Regions from separate parts of the Mus musculus genome. Here all the other regions are linked to region 2. A link is a contact called in public HiChIP or PLAC-seq data. All regions are on one chromosome and are shown on one strand. The core of a region is the stretch at or near the end of the contact, and the rest is flanking DNA. Distances in the headings are between cores, read along the strand shown.

Region 1 (3,323 bases), core at 137-2,636, 550 kb after region 2:
CTCCCTTCTCTACCCACTCTCCCCTCCCACTTATCCCCTGCCAAGCGACAGGCTAGGGCTACAGGATGCAGATGCTCTTGGGGAAGAGGGTGGCTAGATGTTGTAGTTACGGTTTCATTGCTGTGAAGCGACACCAGGACCAAGGCAACTCTTATAAAGAACAGCACTAACTGGGGCTGGCAGTTATAGGTTCAGAGGCTCAGTCCATTATCATCAAGGCAGGAAGCATGGCAGCATCAGGCAGGCATGGTGCAGGAGGAGCTGAGAGTTCTACATCTTTTCCCTAAGGCAAACAGGGGAAGACTTGATTCCTCAGGCAGCTAGGAGGAGGGTCTCAAAGCCCACCCCCACAGTGACACACTTCCTCCAACAAGGCCACACCTCTTAATAGTGCCACTCCCTGGGCCAAGCGTGTTCAAACCACCACACTAGACTACCCATATTAGCAAATGTTTTCCTTTCCAGCCATTTAGCCTGAACCCTCCTGGGGGGAAGCCCACAGAGCTGCCTGTTACAACTCAATGTCAAATGCTTCTCCTACCATGCCCTTCAGTAGCTGTGTGTGTCTCCAGTAACTGTTGATTCTGAGTATAAGCCTCGGGCTACCAAACTTTAAGCTTGTTGGAGGCTATCCTGGCTTGGTAATGTGACAGGGCAAGACAGTGCAGAAGTTCTTCCATCTTGTATTCTTGCTGAGGCCATTTCAGGTTTAGCTAGAATTTGATCTCCTTGATGGAGAATCCCTTGGGAAACGACCTAACTTTACTCTAGGACCTGAGGCTGAGATGCCCCAGCTTGCTTATCTTAGCTTCTGCTAAACTGCCTGCTTGTGCAAGACCTCTCCCCCTGCAGCCAAGTGAGATACTAGAATGTGATTTTTGCCTTTAAAAGCCCCTTGATCTAAATGCTTGAAGCTACACTTAGTCAGGGTTTCTATTGCTGCAACAAAACACCATGACCAAAAAGCAAGTTGGGGAGGAAAGGGTTTATTCAGCTTAGACTTCCAGGTTGCTGTTCACCATTGAAGGAAGGTATAGGAGCTCAAGCAGGACAAGAACCTGGAGGCAGGGGCTGGTGTAGGGGTCATGGAGAAGTGCTGCTACTGGCTTGCTTCCCATGGCTTGGGCGGCCTGATTTCTTATAGAACCCAGGACCACCAGCCCAGGAATGGCTCCACCCACAATGGGCTGGGCCCTCCCCCATTGATCACTAATTAAGAAAATGCCTTACAGCTGGATCTCATGGAGGCATTTCCTCAACGGAGGCTCCCTCCTCTCTGAGGACTCTAGCTTGTGTCAAGCTGACATAAAACCAGCCAGTACACTTAGGTACTGAATACCTGAGTGTAGTTCCAGCCAGCTGGAATTAAGGCTTTCAATTCGCTATAAACTGCATCTGAGTGGTCATCTCTAGTGAGCTGCTATCTCCCAGTGACATACCTGAGGGATTAAGAGTTAGACAGATACCTGATAGGCAGAAAAATAGGGAGAAGGGGCATATCAGCTCAGTAATATAAAGCCTAACTTTACAATGACAGGCTGCTTCCTTGCCTTTCTGACAGAAGACTAAGGCCTGGAGGGCTTTTTCTCCTGCCAGGAGGAGGGGCCTCTCTGCTGATGGGCTTGCCCAAAAAGTTCAAGGCTGGATCAGGATCTGTTTATGCCAAAGTGTGGACCTATCATCTACCTTGTGTTTTGTTCAAACTGAGCAACCCTGAATTAGAGGAGGAAGGTCCCCCACCTCCACCCGCAAGGCTCTTAAAATTCCAAGGCACCAGGCGTGGCGGCACATGCCTTTAATCCCAGCATTTGGGAGGCAGAGGCAGGCAGATTTCTGAGTTCGAGGCCAGCCTGGTGTACAAAGTGAGTTCCAGGACAGCCAGGGCTATACAGAGGAACCCTGTCTCAAAAAACCAAAACCAAAACCAAAAAACAAACAAACAAAAAAACTCCAAGCCAAAGAAAAGTTGGGTTGGGAACTCCTGACACCCCTCCTCTGCTTTGTAGGGGGCCTCCTTCCTCTCTGTTTGTGTGTTTCCTCAACCCTAATAAAAGTTCTTCGTCACTGGATGGTTTTCTGTCTGCTGCATTTGAGATTGCCCCACTGCTACCTGTCTTATGAAGTGGAAATGTCTGGTTTCTTTGGAAACTCAGATGTTTCTCTGGAATCTGTCTTGTGAGAGGATGTTTTGCTGAAGCAGATGTTTGAGAGAGTGCATAATGTTTGGAAAGAGTTTAAGTAGAACCCTTACAGACAGTGAGAGAGCGCTCTTGAATTTCTATGTCTTGCAACACTTCGCTGGTCTTCACTGCTCACCCAGCAATACTTCACCAGTTTTCAGTGATCTTCGCTTGTTGTGACTTTGTAGAGAGAACCGCACCAAAGAACTTCTGGTATTCTGGCTGCTTTTTGGCACTTCCGCTGTGACCTGTGACGATTGGGCAGAGTCTCTGGTTTTCTGCTGGATGTAGTAGCTGCTACTGATTCGTGTTTGGTGTTTGCTTTTGGACTGGACAGCTGATATCCTGACAATGAAGATTGTAATCGCCCCAAAGAACTACTTCTAAACAGGTCCACACCCCTCTTGTCCTATTGACCATCTTTCTCCCTAGCTTTGATCAGGGGCTAGAAGGGAGGCTGGAGCTTTAGCGCACCCTAAATAAAGTGGGTTTTTGAAACATCAAGCCTATAGTTGGACTCAAGAGTTTCCCTGATTTCTCATTCTTTAACTAGCAGAGAAAACAAACCAAATCTAGTAACTGCCCATCACCCGTATGACATGGAATCTCTACCTTCTTCTAAAATCTACCCAGCTGCAATGCCTATGAACGACAATGGCAAACAACTCTAAGAGTACAATAGTGGCACTCATAACTTGGTAGTAACTAACAGCTCTATGATTGGACTTAAGGCCTGCTCGTCAGGCAATAAATCATGCCTTATACTGGAAACCTAGCCAACCACCCCCACATAGTGAGTTCATGGATATTAGGGGATAACCTACAACTGCCGCTTCACTAAGCTAACATAATTCCTGTGTTCTAAATACCCATCCTTATACCCAGAGGTAAGTATAGTTCTCACCCGTGAACAAAGAAACTTCTCTCTGCAACAGACCCATTACAGAAACAACCGATGAACAAAATATAGAGAATGGCTGATTGTGAGGGAACCCAGACCCCACTGATTCAACACAACCCCTGTACCTAAGGCTCAGGGAACAATGAAGAAGAAGAAGAAGAAGAAGAGATGGAAAGCAGGAGCCAGAGGATGAGGGAATCTGCTGTGAGACTGTATCCCCTAGAAATGACAGGGAAGCTTTA
Region 2 (3,146 bases), core at 245-2,744:
TTCTTTGTTATTCTGCTGTGTACCTCAAACTAACTGGCTCTTAAGCTTCAAGGGTTCTTCTGTCTCTGCTTCCAATCTTTCTCTGGGATCTGGGGATTATAGCTATGGACTACCATGTCCAGCCTTCTGTGGGTTCTGAGATGCTAAGCTCATATCCTCACACTTGTGTCGTAAATACTTCACCAATTCAGCCATCTTCCCAGCCCCTCTTCTCTTTCCTGCTTCTGTGTTTAATGAGTTTCACTGGGAATTCATGGCGAATTTTGATAAGGGGGGAAATGAGTATGTAAATAGAATTGATAAATCATTTAATGATAAATAAAATCAAAGGCAAATTGAATCTGGTATATTAATGAGAGCTACAAATGTTTAAAAAATGTACGTTAAATCTAGGACTGTTGGGTGGGGAGGGTACCTATGGCAGCTGAATGACTACAGTGACAGGGCTTGTGTCTGGAGCAGAGATCCAGGCTGGCAAAAGAAAGGAAAGAATGAGCACACATGCTGTGGAAGCAACAACCCTGTTCTGTGACACACTTATCTGTCACCTCCTGATTGGTCCTCACCCACTGCTGCTCCAGAGGTAGAGATGATATTGCAGCTTCAAGCACTTTGTGGCCAACAGGACAGCCACCCCAGACCCAGGAGAGCCAAAAGTAAGCCAATAGCAAGCCCCCACATCTATCCATCATTGTTAGAACTTAACAAAGCATTAGCTGTCCTGCCTCTAGCTAACCATCATAGCACTCAGTCCAGCCCAGGCTTCAGTGCAGAGAGAATGCTTTGGCAAACTGGGTTGCCCCTGAGTTCAAGTCTGGATCTTCATCACACAGCCTTCCTACATCCATTCCTTGCAAATCCTCAGAAGACCGATCTTTCCAGCTAGGGAGATGTGTCAGTGGGCAAGGTGCTTGCGGTGTAAGCATGAGAACTTGAATTTGGATGTGTAGGGCACTTGTAAAAAGGTCGGTATATCTGTGACCATCTATTATCCCATCCCATTGGAAATGGGGCCAGATTGTTCACTGGGTTCAGAGAGAGACCATGTCTCAATAAATAGGATGGAGATGAATGGAGGAAGGCATTCTGGCTTCCACAACCAGACACCCATGTGAAAACTTAGCACATGAACATATACCCTAACACACATGCATATATACACAAACACATATACCACACATTATCACACCAACAAGCAAAACAAAACCAACCAAACAAAAATCATACTGCTCTACAAGGTTCGGCTTGGTGTTTCAGCATAGTGAGCTAGCTGGAGCCCTCTGGACTAGGCCAGCTGCAGACCCATCTTGTGCTTGCCCAGGGCCTTATAACCTCATCACAGGATGCTATCAAATATTGTCGATGCTAGTGACCTATTGCCCTGTCTTTTCATTGTTATAGGTCAACTCACTGAGGCAGGCGTGAGTCTAATGTATCCTCCTGTCTCCTGCCATCCAGTGTAGGCCAGGCTGCAGGAAATGGTAGGCTAGAGAATGAAAGAGCCACAGGACAGAGCTCATTGTCTGTCGGCTCTCTGATGTTCACATGCTCAGTGTTTGTTAAATGAAAGACTGACTGGGGGGAGAAATCAATACACATTGTGGTTAGGCCTAAAAAGAGCAAGCAGGGGAGGCTGATGGAAAAGCATGCCCTTTCATTTCAGACCGTGTAAACACATCCTTTTGAAGAGCAGCCTCTTCCTACCTGGGCTCTGTTCCCAGAAGTCACCACCTGCAGGCCTTCCATTTTACCGACATTCAGAATAAGCTAACACCATTCCATTCTATTGCTCCCCCAAACCAACAGGTGAGTATTCGTCATGTCACATGGGAAAGGAGCCTATCCTGTCTGGGAACAGATCCATCCAGAGAGCATGGACCTAACAGAGAGAGAGAGAGAGAGAGAGAGAGAGAGAGAGAGAGAGAGAGAGAGAGAGAGAGAGAGATGGCAAGAATATACCCAGCTATCTGCCTCCCAGACAGAAGCAGGCTGATCACTGAGCAATCACACACCGACTAGTCCCATTGTCCCTCCAGATAGCCCTTATCCAGGAATTTCTTTGAGACCTTCCAAAAACCTGCCTCTATCTGGAAACAAAAAGTGTAGTGTACTATAGTGTCTTTTAGTGTAATCTGAGGGTCACATGACTTTGGATCCACTTACTCATGTCACAGTATCTCCCTGATACCTACTCCCTCACAAGGAACCTTAAATGAACATGCTTGGGTTTGCTGGGCGGGCCAAAGCTTTCTGTCATCTTCGCTTCTCTTTGCAGTTCCCCTAATAAACCTGTTGCCTGAAGCTCAACACAGCCCTGTACCAATCTTTGGAACTGGGCAACTCTCTAACCCTCACACTAGTCTTTTGCAGAGTACCCACACTCCCAACACAGTACAACTGACAAAATATTTTGAGCTTAGCAGCAGACCTTTAAACTGTGTGACGCCTTTCAAGTCACAAGGCTGCAGCCCACAGCAGTTCCAGCCTGGAGAGGTTGGCCACTGCGTTTGTTTACTTCTCCTGTTGCCATGACAAAATGAAAGAAACTTAAAGTACAAAGGGTTTATTCTTGCTCATTGTTCAAGAATTCATGGAGGCAGAAACAAGAGGCCAGCTGATGGCATTGTATCTTCTGGCAAAGGAACAAAAAATGGACAGGAAGTGGGCCCATGCTCTAAAGCAAGACCAACCCCCATCTCCCCCCCCCTCCCCCGGAGTGCTTTACCTCCCCCAGCAAGATGCCATCTCTGTGCTGGTTTCTTGTTGTCAGAAATCAGAGACCTGACAAGACACAACTTCAATGGAGGAGCTACCTCCATCAGACTGACCTATGGGCAAATCCGTGGGGGCATTTTCTTGACAAGGATTGATGGTGGAGGCCCCAGATGGCTGTGAGTCGTGTTACCCCTGGGCTGGTGGTTCTGGATGCTATAAGTAAGCAGGCCGAGTAGAACATGGGGAGCAAGGACAGTGTTTCACAAAATCGAACTGCAGGTAAGCTAGTAGGGTGTTTTCTTAGTTAGTATTGGATGGAGGAGGGTGCAGCCCTCTGTGGCACCGCCCCTGGGCATGTTGTCCTGAACAGAATTAGGAAGCAGCTTTAACAAGGCATGTGAACAATCCAGTAAGCAGCTTCCCTCTATGGT
Region 3 (3,003 bases), core at 317-2,816, 620 kb after region 2:
TCCCCCCATCTCCAGATCTCATGCATCTCTGCTTAGCCCAGGGACTCAGGTCTCACAATGTAGGGTGCACACACAGCTCAGCCTCTCTGCCTTCCACCTCCTTACTACCAGGAAGCATGGGAACACTGTAGCTGGGTATGTCCCCCATCACAGGAGGAGCAGTAGTGACAGGGATAGATGAAGGGCCAGGTCACAACTCCCAGCTGCAAGCTGCCCACAGTGTCACCTCCTCTCTCAGGCTTCTCCTGAGTCAAGTCTTGTTTCCACTGGGAGCCCGGTCAGCTGACACCACACCACATGCTCCTCCCACTGCCCTTCTGAGTCACTCCCCCCATGTCAGGGGCTGAGCCTTTAGCCCTTTGCATCCCAGTCTGGGGTCTAGTCCCTCCCCCCACTTCCCTCCCCCATACCTGATGGAATAGCTAGGCCCCATTTGCTGCTGTTGCATATGAAAACAACTGTGTGTCTCAATCTACCCATTCAACTCTTAGCCTCCCCGAGCCGTTGAGGGCCCCAGCATCCTACCCAAAGTGAACTCTCACAGCTACTCCCAAGAAGTGTGGTCCCTGGCTTCTCGACCCTGGCGGGTGTGGTTGTGCCCACGCCTGACAGAAGTATCCAGAGGACAGATGAGCCAGAAGCTTAGAGCGTTCCTGACATTTCAGAAGCCTCGCTGCTCCCAGCCAGAGCAGGTCAAAGCCGTGGGGGTCTAGAGCCAGCCAAGCCTGTGCCTGTCCAGGCCAGCCTGGATGATTCTCTGGCTCCCCTTGGCCTGTCCTAGTTCAGTAGGAGGGCCTGGGGCGCTGGCTGGGCTAAGTCCCTATTGTGCTTGCCCTACCTCCCACTTCCCTGTTCTAGCTGTTCCCTGTTAACCCCTTCCTTGTGGGGACTGCCCTACCTTATTGTAAGCCTGACTTCTCAAAGTACTTTAAGGCCTTCTAGGCTACACTGCCTTCAACACCCTTCCTGGGATTTAGGAACTGGGGAAAGGACTTTGTGTGGTACTGCCCAGGCCAGAGTGAGAAAGGGGAGGAGGACTAAGAACACCTTAGAAGCCAACTAAGTATGTCCTCAGGCAGAAGTAACCATGGGCACTCAGCCAAGCTGCAAGGCCGGCCCTGTCCCTTGTCTATCTCCAGCTCTCCCACAGAAGCAGAGGATTGGAGAGGCCCAGCCTTGCTTGTATACATGTCCTTAAACACCCTGCCATGGGCTAGTGAGATGGCTCACCGGGTAATAGTGCTGGCTAGAAAGCCTGATGGTTTAAACCTGGTCCCTGGGACCCATGTGGTGAAAGGAGAGAACTGACTGCCCCCTGACACACACATACATATTACATATCCATGAATAAACACCCTATAGGCAGGGCATATACTATAGGCAGGGCATATAGCACTCCTCCTCCAGGCAGGGCACTGGCCCCTGGAGGCCCCAAGGCCCCATGTCACAGCCAGAGCCTCCCTGAGGGTGTTGAACTGGGCCCTGACTGACGCAGTGCTGAGCTCGCTGGTGCCCAGGAGGCCAGGCCAGTACAAGGAGGAGATCATGGGTAAGAAGGCCACTGCCCGCCCACTATCACCTCCAGCCTCTAGGACACAGTCTCTGTGAACACATACACAGCTTAGCCACTAGGACTCAAGGCAAGAACTGTTGGGAGTGAAGTTGTCCACCTTGTAGTAGGGCTTGCTGCTGCCCAGGAATGTCTGCACATAGCGGGGACCCTGGACAGTGGTGCCCCTGAATTCTGTATCACATCAGCAGGGAGTTAATATGGGGGCGTGGTCATGTTTGACCCATGTTTGAAGAATTCTCACATGATGGGGATTCTGTATTCCTACTTTCCCGGGGGCCTTAAAAACTGAAGAGGCATTCCATTTTAGCAAATGTTCCTGAATGCCTATTGAGACCTATAATCTGCTGAGCGCAGAGCCCACCACAGGGGAGTTTTCTTACTGCGGATCATCTCGCAAGCCTGGTGTGATACTTAATCTTGATTGTCAAGTTGTTGATTCAGAATTGCCATGGAAACGAGCTGTTGTGTGTGCCTGTGAGGGAGTGTCTAGATTAGGTTCGTGCCTGTGAGGGAGTGTCTAGATTAGGTTCGTTGAGGTGGGGAAGACATATGCTCCTTGTAGTTGGCACCATCCCATAGGCCCAGGTCTTAGAATGATGGACAGGAAGGACAAAGAGGGCTTAGCAGTATCCATCTCTGCTCCCTGACTGCAGGTGTGACATGGGCTGCTGCCTCACACTCTTGCCCCCTCCCTGCCTTCATCACTGTGGTGGACTATGACTTCAGACTGGGAGCCTGAATGAACCCTCCTTCCTTAAGTTGCTTTTGTTGGGTATTTATCACAGCAACAAAAAATAACCAATGTGCACATGTTAGAACCTGGCCCCGTCCACAGTACAGTGCCAACGTGTCCTCTTGGAGATGAGTGTATCAGTCTTGTTCAGGATGCTTGACATCTGGACTGGGATGAAACTGACTGTTGGTTTGTCTGAGTTTTAACATGACACTTTCGTTGGCTCTGGAATATGCCCTTTTTTAATTTGGAAAAACACAAAATCAAAAGAAGATGGCTTAATGGGTAATGTGCTTACAACACAGCCTCAGGGCCTGTGTGAGTGGGTTCTGGCCCTCAGCATCTCTCTTATTCAGGGTTTGTATTCCTGCACAAAACATCATGACCAAGAAAGTTGGGGAAGAAAGGGTTTATTCAGCTTACACATCCACATTGCTGTTCATCACCAAAGGAAGTCAGGACAGGAACTCACACAGGGCAGGAACTTGGAGGCAGGAGCTGATGCAGAGGCCATGGAGGGATGTTCCTTACTGGCTTGCTTCCCCTGGCTTGCTCAGCTTGCTTTCTTATAGAACCCAGGACTACCAGCCCAGGGATGGCACCACCCACAAGGGGCTCTCCCTCCTTGATCAGTAGTTGGGAAAATGCCTTACAGCTGCATCTCATGGAGGCATTTCCTCAAGGCAGACTCCTATCT

Evidence for each region. HiChIP or PLAC-seq counts read pairs in DNA pulled down with a chosen protein or histone mark.
Region 1: a contact with region 2 is called in an H3K27ac HiChIP or PLAC-seq map of extraembryonic endoderm stem cells, with 7 times the contacts expected there. The contact joins two enhancer-like sites. A contact is called at or near these places in 2 of 115 datasets of contacts at active chromatin or transcription factors (extraembryonic endoderm stem cells and trophoblast stem cells).
Region 3: an H3K27ac HiChIP or PLAC-seq map of extraembryonic endoderm stem cells shows a contact between it and region 2, with 6 times the contacts expected there. The contact joins two enhancer-like sites. A contact is called at or near these places in 2 of 484 Hi-C or Micro-C datasets (adipose-derived mesenchymal stem cells and embryonic stem cells) and 4 of 115 datasets of contacts at active chromatin or transcription factors (embryonic hindbrain, embryonic stem cells, extraembryonic endoderm stem cells and 1 more).

The regions. Positions count from the first base shown.
Region 1 is chr1:36,018,870-36,022,192 of GRCm38.p6, forward strand. Gm39623 (a long non-coding RNA gene) reads left to right here. Exons shown (of 3, transcript XR_865339.1): 3 at 2,369-2,619. Among named protein-coding and RNA genes, the nearest start is that of Gm39623, 3.7 kb to the left of the region's middle. Within about 2 kb of position 1,387, at least 7 of the 459 cell types and tissues checked have an H3K27ac peak or open chromatin away from gene starts, as enhancers often do. A contact at or near this core is called in extraembryonic endoderm stem cells, where this site is marked.
Region 2 is chr1:35,466,892-35,470,037 of GRCm38.p6, forward strand. No RefSeq gene overlaps it. Among named protein-coding and RNA genes, the nearest start is that of Gm25096, 290 kb to the left of the region's middle. Within about 2 kb of position 1,495, at least 22 of the 459 cell types and tissues checked have an H3K27ac peak or open chromatin away from gene starts, as enhancers often do. A contact at or near this core is called in extraembryonic endoderm stem cells, where this site is marked.
Region 3 is chr1:36,089,390-36,092,392 of GRCm38.p6, forward strand. The region is part of intron 1 of Hs6st1 (heparan sulfate 6-O-sulfotransferase 1); the gene reads left to right. Among named protein-coding and RNA genes, the nearest start is that of Hs6st1, 22 kb to the left of the region's middle. Within about 2 kb of position 1,567, at least 104 of the 459 cell types and tissues checked have an H3K27ac peak or open chromatin away from gene starts, as enhancers often do. A contact at or near this core is called in extraembryonic endoderm stem cells, where this site is marked.